Linked DNA regions of Pan troglodytes: all the other regions are linked to region 1. The links are chromatin contacts, called in public Hi-C and HiChIP or PLAC-seq maps. All regions are on one chromosome and are shown on one strand. Each heading gives the region's core, a stretch centred on a gene start, on an enhancer-like site or on the middle of the called end of the contact. The rest is flanking DNA. Distances are from core to core; before and after follow the strand shown.

The links. A called contact is a pair of places that touch in the nucleus more often than the background predicts. HiChIP or PLAC-seq counts read pairs in DNA pulled down with a chosen protein or histone mark.
Region 2: a Hi-C map of induced pluripotent stem cells shows a contact between it and region 1, with 2.2 times the contacts expected there. The contact joins the enhancer-like site here to the promoter of UBE2V1 in region 1. A contact is called at or near these places in 2 of 7 Hi-C or Micro-C datasets (induced pluripotent stem cells and stem cell-derived neural progenitor cells) and 1 of 1 datasets of contacts at active chromatin or transcription factors (stem cell-derived excitatory neurons).
Region 3: an H3K4me3 HiChIP or PLAC-seq map of stem cell-derived excitatory neurons shows a contact between it and region 1, with 4 times the contacts expected there. The contact joins the promoter of LOC134809186 here to the promoter of UBE2V1 in region 1. A contact is called at or near these places in 1 of 7 Hi-C or Micro-C datasets (stem cell-derived neural progenitor cells) and 1 of 1 datasets of contacts at active chromatin or transcription factors (stem cell-derived excitatory neurons).

The regions. Positions count from the first base shown.
Region 1 is chr21:56,397,911-56,401,763 of NHGRI_mPanTro3-v2.0_pri, reverse strand. It overlaps UBE2V1 (ubiquitin conjugating enzyme E2 V1), which reads left to right and starts at 2,490. Exons shown (of 4, transcript NM_001205077.2): 1 at 2,490-2,556. The coding sequence starts at 2,535.
Region 2 is chr21:56,747,574-56,751,589 of NHGRI_mPanTro3-v2.0_pri, reverse strand. No RefSeq gene overlaps it. Among named protein-coding and RNA genes, the nearest start is that of PTPN1, 50 kb to the left of the region's middle. Within about 2 kb of position 1,304, at least 1 of the 24 cell types and tissues checked has an H3K27ac peak or open chromatin away from gene starts, as enhancers often do. A contact at or near this core is called in induced pluripotent stem cells, where this site is marked.
Region 3 is chr21:56,864,594-56,868,475 of NHGRI_mPanTro3-v2.0_pri, reverse strand. LOC134809186 reads left to right here and starts at 2,314. Exons shown (of 2, transcript XM_063803107.1): 1 at 2,314-3,882. The coding sequence starts at 3,760. PTPN1 (protein tyrosine phosphatase non-receptor type 1) reads right to left here. Exons shown (of 10, transcript XM_525354.9): 6 at 379-588.

The sequences.
Region 1 (3,853 bases), core at 1,241-3,740:
CCTTCCTCTTCCCTGTGCCAAGGGGTTTTAGGAAAGCATTTTATCTCCACAGCAATCCTATGAGGTTGATACTACTATCCTCATAGAAGGGGAAACTGATGCCAGGAGAGGTTCAAGCGTCTTACCTGAAGTCACAAAGCAAACTGAGTGATGAAGGAAGACTTGAACCTAGAAAATTTCACTGCAAAGGTGAGTCCACCTTAGGAACCCAAATGCTTCCACTTGCTACTGATGCTTTACAGTGACCCCAAGTCCAGGGCAAGTATTTTCTGTGCTCCCCAAAGCAAACTTGTATCACGTGATACACGAAAAGTCAAGTTGCTTCACCTGTAGCCAGTGCTGGCACTTTGAGAGCTAATTATAGCTGAATTTGATGTGGTTGGAGGAATCGAGGAAGGCTTCCCTGAGGGGATGGTGCTGGATCTGAGAACTGAAGAGTGGGAACAGCACAGGCAAAGCCCCTGAAGTGGGAGAGGGCATGTGTTCCAGGGGGCTTGCAAAGGGCCAGTGTCGCCGCAGAGGTACAGAAAGTCTCAGAGGCGCAGGCTGTGCCAAGGCTATGGTGAGGCAAGTGGGGTACCTAGGGTGCAGATTTTCTTTTTTTTTTTTGAGACTGAATCTCTCTCTGTTGCCCAGGCTGGAATGCAATGGTGCAATCTCAGCTCACTGCAACCTCTGCCTCCCGGGTTTGCTCGATTCTCCTGCCTCAGCCTCCCAAGTAGCTGGGATTACAGGTGCGTGCTACCACGCCCCGCTAATTTTTGTATTTTTAGTAGAGACGAGGTTTCACCATGTTGACCAGGCTGGTCTGGAACTCCTGACCTCAGGTGATCCGCCCACCTCGGCCTCCCAAAGTGCTGGGATTACAGGCGTGAGCCACCATGCCCTGCCCTAGGGTGCAGATTTTAAGGAGTCACTCACCTGCAGCGCTGTGCAAGTGCAGAGTCAGGACCTGAGTGAAAGCCCCGTTAAATCTGACCACCCCATCCTCGTCCCTGCCCTGGGTGCAGAGCCTTGTGCACAGGGTGTCCAGGCATCCTGCTTTGCCCTGGAGAGCCCTGATTTCCACTTGTCCTGGTGAGATTATAATAAATCCCCTTTTAATCTGATGTGTGTCCTCATTAGGTGATAATTCTATGGTCGCTCAACTTGTAAAGTTTGTATTTTATCCAGAGGGAATGGGGAGCCACTGAAGGCTTTAGCTGGAGGTTGTTTTGAGCAGATGTTGGTCTGTGTGGAGAATGGACCATAGGGGAGAGAATGGAAGCTGCTGGGGTCTTCCAAGTGGGAGATAAAGGCAGCTTGCCCTGAGTGGAGAAGTGAATGGAGTGGAGAGATGCAGAGTAGGCACTGCTGTCAGACAAAGGTGATGAATTGGATGTGCTGGGTGAGGGCTTCCAGCTTCCTTGTCCCTCTATGTTTAGAGTCCTGGTCCTTCTGCCAGTATTTTGCTCTGTGACCTTAAGCCAGTCCCTTCACCTCTCTCAGCCTCAGTGTCTACATCCATATAAGGGCTTCTCAGACAATTTATAATAAAGGAGGAGTACCTTCTTGGGTTTATTTATTTGCAAAAATATTTCCCAAGGGCCTTTGCACAAGCTGTTCCCTCTACCTCCTCATTGTTACGGTCTCTGCTGAAATATGACCACCTTAGGAGGCCCTTCCTGACCATCCTCTGCTGCTCTTTTCTTGGTTTATCTCTACCCTATCAGAATTATAGTTTCCTGTTTATTTACTTGCTGTCTACGACTAGAATGTAAGTCCCTGAAAGCAGGGATTTGCTTCTTCAGAGATGTCTATCCATCCCCAGCGCCTAGCACAGTGTCTGGTACATAGTAGGTGCTTAATGTTTGTTTGGTTGAATGAATGAATGAACGAATGAATGAATGAATGAATTGGGTAGATGGTTAGCAAATGCTTTCCCTGCCACCTTAATGCCCCTAAATCATTTAGCTGCACCCACTCCAAGCCTTCTCTGGCCGGGGAGCATCAATCCTAGGAGCCAGATCATCTGACCTGGAGGGTGATGATTCAAAAAATTTGAACCTGGAGGTTAAAATTCTGCCTGTCTCTGCCACTTAACAGCTGAGTTTAGATAAATCGCTTGATCTCTCTCGGCTGCATTTTTCACATTAATTCTGACCTTGCGGAGATGTGGTGAGGATCTAGATAGGAACTAGACAGGAAAAAGCCCCAAGCGAATTCGGCGCTTTTGTTTGAAGCTATCTTTTCTTTTTCTTTCACAATCGCGCCTTCCCAAGCCTAATCACCCCTGCCCTTCTCACTAAGCACATCACAACCTCCCTCGCACCCGATGTGTGGGGACTTGCAGGTTGCTGGGCCCTCGAGCACGCAGATATTTCCTTTCTCTAAAAGGGAAGGAAAAGAGCCTTCCAGGCCACGGGTCGTGCAGGTCTCCGGGGCGGGCGTCAGCGGCGGCGTATGTGCGTGCGCGCGCGCCTGCGCATCAGGGCCAGGGGACGGGTGAAGGGGGGGTGAAGAAGGGGCCGGCCTTCAAGCAACAGCGACGCAAGATGGCAGCCACCACGGGCTCGGGTGAGCGGGGGCGCCGGTCCCGGCCGGCCGAGGGGGCATGGGCTTGGGCCGGGGGCCGGGGACCCTCAAAGCCTCCTGCAGCGGAGCCAGGGTCCCCGCGCCGCCTCTGTCTGCTGGGCTCCGCGGCAGCCACCGGCGCGGCCTGACTGGGGGAGGAGGAGCAGGCGGTGGCCGGAAGCACGGGCGGGGGGCTGAGGGGCCTGTGGGCGGCGCGGCGAGGCCCTGAGGCTCCCCCGGGAGGCGTGAGGGCCCTCTGCGCTGTCTGGGGGAGCCGGAGTGGGCGAGGAGCGAGCTCCGAGGCACTCCTGAGGATACCGGGGCTGGCGACTCTTAAGGGGCGATCTAGGGGTCCCCTAGAGGAGGCGCCCCACAGCGGATGGAAGTCCCATATTGGGTGCCAGGGGTGCGGCTGAGAGGGGCCTTGGGATGTCTGGAGGGGACATCAGAGAAGCCCCTCAGGCTGGATGGAAGAAACGGGATCCTGAGGGGGTGACTTGAGAGGATCCCCTATCGGTTGAGGGAACGGCTCCGGCGTTAGTTTTAGAGATGGGGTTAGCTGAGGAAATAGCTATGTTGACTAGAAAGGAGGAGCCTTGGAGCAGCTGCTTTTGGGGAGAATGAAGGGGATCTCCGCATGATAAGTGAGAGGAGGGAAAAGGATTCAGATGCCAGAGGGACCTAATAGCGGTGATAGTGAAATGACCCCATCATTACCAGTCACCTGTTCGAGGATACAGATGGATTGCTTCAAGTTAGGTTTCAGGGGACAAGGTTCGAGTGGGGCAGTTGGTGGAAGCCTCTGATATTGGATGAGGGAGAACAGGTGAATTGGGAGCCCCGAGGATGTCTCTTTGGGAGTGGGGATTCAACTGAGGGAAGCCCCTGAAATGAGGGAGTGGAAAAGGTCGAGTTCCGGAGATGTTTCCTGTAAAGGAGAAAAGTCTCCTCTTTTTGAATTGAGTGAGGGAAGCATATCCTAGAAGTGTCTCTTCTGTGGAGACGCTCACTCTCATCGACTCCTTTAATAATTGGGACAGATACGTGGGTTCAGCTCAGAAGTTCCCCACTGGCTGATGGGAGTAGGGAGGTGAATAGATGAAATGGGAACTCTTGGGTGAGGCTGCACCCTCAGGTGCCTGGCAGTGAAGTTGGCCAAGGAGGTTCTCTCAGATGGGGTGAAAATGGGTTACCTCTCTGATGGAGGAAGCAAACGGGGCCACAGTGTTCCCCACTGTGGGGCTGCAGGGACACCAGCCTGAGTACAGCAATCATTGGCATATTTAAGGCCACAGCAGCG
Region 2 (4,016 bases), core at 55-2,554, 350 kb before region 1:
AGAGCTATTTCTGATGGATACATTCTTAGCAACTGAATCGCCCAGTCATAGGGCAGGTGCGTTTAAACATTTTGACGCTGGTTGTCTAAATGCTGTCTAAGGTTGTACCTACCAATCGTCATTTGCACCGGCAACCTCCGTGAGCTCTGGTTTCCCCACATCCTAGCCAAGGCCAAGTTTGATTGGACTTCTTGATCTTGGCCTTGCCGATAGGGGGAAAAGGTGTTCACCATAGTTCTAATCTACATATTCATTGTTTATATGTTAGATTGGACATTTAAAAAATACGTTCAAAGACTGTTTATATTTCTTTTCTGGTGGCAAAGCATTCAAATTGTTAGTCTATTTTTCTCTTGGATAATTGTCTTTTTGTTGATCTGCTAGGGATTTTTATATACTAAGAAAATGAGGTATTTGTTTCTCATACATGTTATGAAAGTACATATTTTTAAAATATAGATATATCAGGCCGGGTGCAGTGGCTCACACCTGTAATCCAAGTACTTTAGGAGGCCAAGGTTGGAGGATCACTTGAGTCCAGGAGTTTGAAACCAGTCTGGGCAACATGGTGAAACCCCGTCTCTATTAAATATGATGGCAGGTGCCTGTAGTCCCAACTACTTGGAAGGTTGAGGTGGGAGGATTGCTTGAGCTTAGGAGGTGGAGGCTGCAGTGAGTCGTGTTCACTCCAGGCTGGTTAAAAGCAAGATTCTCTCTCTTTGCGCGCACACACACACACACACACACACAGATGTAGTGTTTGTATACAATGTTTCTGAGGCCTGTGGTCATTTGATAATATATTGTGCATCCTTTCCCATATCTGTATTTCTTTGCAGCAAAATTATTTGTTGATAGTCACTGAAAAAAATCACTCTGAGTACACTGGAAATTCATCAAACACAAGTGGCTATGAATTGCTATGAACACAGCAATAACAAGTATCCGAGAGGAGGCTTGTGAAGCATCTCGTATGTTTCATCTGTTTATGCACTTAATTTAATCCTCCCAACAAAACTGTGACATAAATAACATCATCCCCATTCCAGATGAGGAAACTGAGGCCCAGGAGAGTCATGGGATGTGTCCAAGGCCTCCCAGATGGTCAGTGGAAGATCTGAGATTCAAACCCATGTCAATTTGTCTTTGAAACATTGGCTACCGCCTTCCATGACCTTAAATTCCCACATTCCCAACTAGTCTGGATTAAACACCCGGAAGGTACGTCCTCATCCTCCCCTCCCACCACCCTGGGCTGGGAAGAGTCATGTAGTTTAGGGCCGGGCCACCAGGAGGCGCTAGGGACAGACACATTTCTTGCCTGTTGTATGGGGCTGGGAGCAGGCTGGGGCCAGGCACCCTGGGACGGGGCACTACTTGGGGCCTGATTATCCTGAGGGCTGAGGTGGCTCAGGCCAGAGGGAATGGCTCCTGCCACATCTAGAGGGAATCACCTCTGGCAGCCTTCAGGGACTCCTAGATATCTGGCCATGGCTTAGCCCCTCTGGGGACTTGGACTCCTGTAGATCCGGGTTCCTCAGCCTCAGCACGTAGTACACGGGGCAGAGTACACGGGGCAGCAGAATCTTTTGCTGATCTGTCCTGAGCCTTGCAGGCTGTTCACAGTCTCCCTGGCCTCTACCCATAAGATGTTGGTAGCCCCTCCCCACCCAAGTTGTGACAACCCAAGATGTCTCTAGACATTGCCAAATGTCCCCTGGGGGGCACAGTTGACCTTGGTTGAGAACCGCTGCTGTGGACGCTCAGGGTAGGCAGGTCACACACATGACGGGAGCCAGCCCTGTGTAAGATAATAGCAGCTCACACCTAGAGAGCCCCACGGAGAGAAAATCATTGACACTCTATGAGGCGGGGACTGACACCACCTCTGCTTTACACATGAGGAAACTGAGGCCAGAAATGTTCAGTGACTTGCACGAGGCCACACAGCCGGTATGTAGCACAGCCGGGGGTTGAACCCAGGCCATCAGGCTCTAGCATCTGTGTCCCTAACCACTCAGGCAAGATGCATTGCTGGTCCATCGAATCCACAGGAGTGTTCTCCATGGCCACAAAGAAATACTTCTCTCCCAACTTCCTCTTTACCTAAGTTCATTTTCCACTTTTGACCAAGAGCCACCTGTAAGAGATTTTTCATTTTCCTTGTAATGGTACTGAGAAAAACACCAGCCCAAACTGCCATGATAAATGGCAGCGGACAAAACCTCAATAGCAGGACTGCGTTGTGGAGCAGTGGGGGCCGTGAGCACTCAGAGGCTCAGCCCCGTCAGTCCTGGTATATTATTTCCTGGTATGGGTGCTGGCCCAATTTTGCAGGAGAAATCAGAAATCTAGATTTTTAATGTGAAATTTCCTAATTTTAAAATAATGACAATTCAAAAAATTAAAAACCCTGTGAAGATCAAACAAAATATGTCTGCAGCCCAATTTACCCTGATAACTGCCAGTTTGCAATCTTTCCAAAGGGCACATTCAATGTCCAGGAACAAACCCTGAAAGGTGAAACCCTCTTAGTGCCCTCTGCCTTTCATCATTATTTATTTAGTTAGTTCTTTTATGTATTCAGTCACCCATTTATTCTATGCATGCATTCCACCCACCCAGTCATCCACTAATTCATTAATTTGCCCATCTGTTCATTCATCCCTCCATCCATCATCCATCCTTCACCCACCCAACCATCCATCCATTCATCCATCCACCCATCTATATGTTCATCCATCTCTCCAGCCATCATCTACCTCTCATCCATCCATCCATCCATCCTTCCTTCCATCCATCTGTTCATCCTTCCATCCATCCACCGACCCATCCATTCATCCACCCATCCATCCATTCATCCATCCCTCCATCCATCATCCATCTCTCACCCATCCATCCATCCTTCCATCCACCCACCCATCCATCCATTCATCCATCCCTCCACTCATTATCCATCTCTCACCCATTCATCCATCCATCCATCCATCCTTCCATCCATCCATCCATCCACCCATTTATCATCCACCCACCCATTCATCCATCCATCCATCCATCCATCCTTCCTTCCATCCATCCATCCATCCACCCATCCTTCCTTCCATCCATCCATCCATCCACCAATTTATCATCCACCCACCCATTCATCCATCCATCCATCCATCCATCCATCCTTCCTTCCATCCATCCATCCATCCACCCATTTATCATCCACCCACCCATTCATCCATCCATTCTTCCAGCCTTCCATTTGTTAACATCGACTTTAGTGGAAATGGAAAAAAATATGACAAATCACAGACATCACAGACAAGGATAAGACCAAATGGTGTTAAAATCTGTGTGTGTGTGTGTGTGTGTGTGTGTGTGTGTGTATCTCACTGTCACCCAGACTGGAGTGCAGTGGCACCATCATGACTCACAGCAGCTTCAACCTCCAGGGCTCAAGAGATCCTCCTGCTTTAGCCTCTTGAGTAGCTGGGAGTATAGGTGCATGCCACCATGCCCAGCTAATTTTTTAATTTTTGTAGAGATGAGCTATCACTATGTTGCCCAAGTTGGTCTTGAACTCCTGGACTCAAGCAATCCTCACGACTTGGCCTCCCAAAACGTTGGGATTATAGGCCTGAGCCACCACGTCCAGCCCAAATGGTATTAAGTTCAGACTCTGTCATTGATCAACTGGGCAACCTTGGGCAAATTATTACACCTTTTGAGCCTCAGTTTCCCCGTCTGTGAAATGGGGCTAACAGTAGTACCTTACTGCTTGCAGGCAGGTCTTCAGGGTTAGGCAGGTGAGGCGAGGTAACATACGCGAGTAGGGGGCAGGTGGTGAGGCCCTTTTTTTTTTTTTTTTTTTTTTTTTTTTTGAGACAGAGTCTCGCTCTGTCGCCCAGGCTGGAGTGCAGTGGCATGATCTTGGCTCACTGCAAGCTCCGCCTCCTGGGTTCACGCCATTCTCCTCCCTCAGCCTCCTGAGTAGCTGCGACTACAGGCGCCCGCCATCATGCCCGGCT
Region 3 (3,882 bases), core at 1,065-3,564, 470 kb before region 1:
CAGGTCCCTCATGAAAGGCTTGGTGCCCTCCCTGAGGCAATGCATTCACAAGAGATCTGGTTAAGAGTCTGGGACCCCATCTCTTGCTCCTGCTCCCCTTCACCTTCCACCATGACTGGAAGCTCCCTGAGGCCTCCCCAGGAGCCGAGCAGATGCTGGTGCCATGCTTGTACAGCCTGCAGAACCGGGAGCCAGTTAAACCTCTTTTCTTTACAAATTACCGAGTCTCAGGTACGCCTTTATTAGTAACGCAAAAACAGACTAACACAGTGAGTCTCTGTATTTTGGAAGAGGAGTGCTTCAGTTTCTACTTAGGAAAAAACATCACAGCAGAGCAGGTAGAGGAACTCCCCAGGGCACCCGCGAGGGCCTCCTTACCAGCAAGAGGCAGGTATCAGCCAGACAGAAGGTTCCAGACCTGCCGATGCCTGCACTGCAGTGCACCACAACGGGCCCGTGCTCCGGGCTGAGTGACCCTGACTCTCGGACTTTGAAAAGAAAGTTCAAGAATGAGGCTGGTGATTCAGGGACTCCAAAGTCAGGCCATGTGGTATAGTGGAAATGTAAGATCTCTCGAGTTTCTTGGGTCTGAAAGAGAAAAATACTCATGATGATTCTAAAAGCATCATCTGTACAGAAATCACTAATTCCAAGTACACACAGAGTCACCTTCCACTCATCTACCTCTAAGAGGAACATTAATTCTCAGACTTTCTCCCAGGGTCCACACACCCAGTCAACAAATACCACACCCTGGGGCCAGGCCCTGGGCTTGACACTGAACCTGCAGGGTGTGCCTGCTTAGACTTCATTTCCCTTCGGATTGAAGAGTCCCCTCACCTCTTTTCTCCCTATCACTTCCACTGTCTACATGGTTACAACTGGTTTCTCTCTGTCTCACGAGTCACAATGATGCTGGGCAGCCACCCACAAAATCTTGTCATAAAGCCCTGCAAGGCCTCCCGTGAAAAAGTGAACAAGGAACAGCAGGTGAGGCACTGGCTCTGGGCAACTTTCAGACGGGGCTTCAAGATGATCTGGAGGTTTCAGAGGATTGTCACTTTACAGAAAAAAGTAGCAGACTTGGTCTCCAAAGACTGGTGACTCCAAGGTGTGGCTCAACACCCAGCTGAAGAGGCGGTCAATGCGAACAGCATCAGCTCATGAACCGAGTGTGTCCTGCATGCTGGCGCTGCGCTCTCCCACCAGCTGCTCCAGGCAGGCACTCCCATCCATTTTCCAACGAGGAGGTGGACGTTTGGAGGCAGAGAGTCCGTGCTGAGAGCCTGCTGCAGACACGGTTGAAAGGTGGACCCCAGCCCTTGTCCCAGAATGTCTCTTCCATGGCTGGGTCTGCCCCAGAGGAACAGAAGTAATGGCCTGGCGTCTGTTTCCAGCTCTGCTCCTTCCTTGAGGCTTCTGGCGGCTGTGATCAAAAGGCAGCCCTCGCTGGGGGGAGTACGCAACATCTTCAATGACCTAAGAGCTCCTAGTAAATGGGAACCAGTCACTTGGTAAGCAAGGCCCTGAGAGGGAAAGGGCTCTGGAAGTGAAAGTCTCCTAACATGGGCCCGGGAAGACAGCCACAGACAGGAACCATACCAGCCTGGAGGGTTTCCCTGTGGCCCAGTGCCAGGGCCACCTGGCGAGCAGCTGATGGCAGAAGGATTCAGGCCAGAGATCTGCTCATGATGCCTTCCTTCACTTGACGAATGTCCACACTATGCCAACCATGTGCCAGTTACCGTGCCAGGGAGGCGGGGGCAAAGACACCACCTCACCCTCACAGAGCTCATGGCATAGTTACTAGGACCTCCCCCAACTCTGCTGGGATGAAAATAATACATATTTAACCCTGCCTCAGCCATTAAATACACTAGTAAGTAATATTTAATGTTCATTAAATATTAAATACAGTATCTTGGCACAGAACAAGGAGAAATTTGTGTATGTTAGGATAATTGCTAGACTCACACTAGGCAATTCCATCATTCTTTCCTCTCTAGAAAATGGTATCCATATAACCTTAACGACATTAAAGAAGAAGAAATACCTCTTCTATTTGGAGGGTGGGGGCAGGTGGGGAAGAAAAGGACTTAAAATGTATTTTTAAAAAATTATTATTATTATTTTGAGACAGAGTCTTGCTCTGTCGCCCAGGCTGGAATGCAGTGGCATGATCTCGACTCAATGCAACCTCCGCCTCCTGGGTTCAAGCAATTCTCTGCCTCAGCCTCCCGAGTAGCTGGGATTACAGGTGCCCGCCACCACGCCCGGCTAATTTTTTTTTTTTTTTTTTGTATTTTTAGTAGAGACGGGGTTTCACCATCTTGGCCAGGCTGGTCTTGAACCCCTGGCCTCGTGAACCACCCACCTCAGCCCCTCAAAGTGCTGGGATTACAGGTGTTAGCCACCGTGCCCGGCCGTTAAAATGTATTTTAAAATTGAATAAGAAGCAAGCATGCCAAACGCAAGTTTTCCTTTAATCCTTGAAGGTGTGGGTTACCGCCCACTGACACCCTCCCTCACACCTGCTCACCTCTTTCACAAGGAACTCATTCCAGCCTTGTGCTAGAACAGACAGCTATGGCTGAGAAAAGCCTTTTAAAAACAAAGTCTGTTGGAGCAAACAGATCCTAACATCAAAACCTCGGAGCTGGCTGTATTCACTCTGCCAAGCAAAAAGCGCACAGCTCTTCTGCTCTGTTGAAATTCAGTTTCCCTCAACAAGCAAATAGTTTCCCAGAAGTCACTCTTAATGTCAGGCTTGCAAATGCTAAAAAGCATTCTTTTAAAAGGCTACTGCATAAATCCTCTAGCACATTCCAACACACTGCCCATGTTACTCCTGAGAATCTTCCAGAAAGCACCTCCAGCCACCGTACTCAGAACCCTCTGCCCCATCAGGGCTATGGCAGGGCTGGTGACTCCGGCGCGGTCACCACCAGAGGGCAGAAAGCACTCGCATCAGCTGCACTGCTACCATCCTCAAGAGCCAGGCAGCCCGAACCCCTTGCCTACGTCCTGGTAACCTGTGCTACATTCTAGATCTTACTTCTACTATTTTATTTATTTATTTATTTTTGAGACAGGGTCTTGCTCTGTCACCCAGGCTAGAGTGCAGTGGTGCAAGCATAGCTCACTGCAGCCTTGAACTCCTGGGCACAAGCAATCCTCCTGCCTCAGCCTCCTGAGTAGCTGGACTATAGGGGAGCACCACGATGTCTGACTAATTGTTTTTGTTTTTTTGTAGAGACGGGGGTCTCACTATGTTGCCCAAGCTGGTCTTGAACTCCTGGCCTCGAGTGATCCTCCTGGCCTCAGCCTCCCCAAGTGCTGGGATTAAAGACGTGAGCCACCGCACCTGGCTTACATCAACTATGAAATGAATGGCAGGAGCCATGATGATTAAGAAGTAGTACTTGAGAAGGGGAGGCATGGGTAACCCAGAAGCAGATCCCTCCCCACCCACACAGCCCTGGAGCCCCACTCCACATGGTCTCCCTACGGCTCCACCTTCCCTTCAGATAAAGCCCGTGCTACACACCCATGGTAACTGCTAACCCTTCCCGTATAGGACCTCCCAGAACCCTCGCAAAACCTGAGTTTGACAGAAGAGGAAACGGAGACACTGTGACGAGCTGGTAAGGTGGGGCCAGGATTCGACCCCAGTTAGGTTCTAGAGGTTGGTGGCTGGCCACTCTTCACTGGTGCCCCCAGGTGCTGCCGCGCACTCCCTCCACTGTTCCCCAGAATGACATGAACACCCCCAAGTTACGGATCCAGGGGAATTATTCCGAAGCCCCAGGAGCAGCGCGTTCAGCGGCAGTGCTGCTTGCCACAATGCCTTGCCATGTTCCAAGACCAACTTTTACCAAGCAA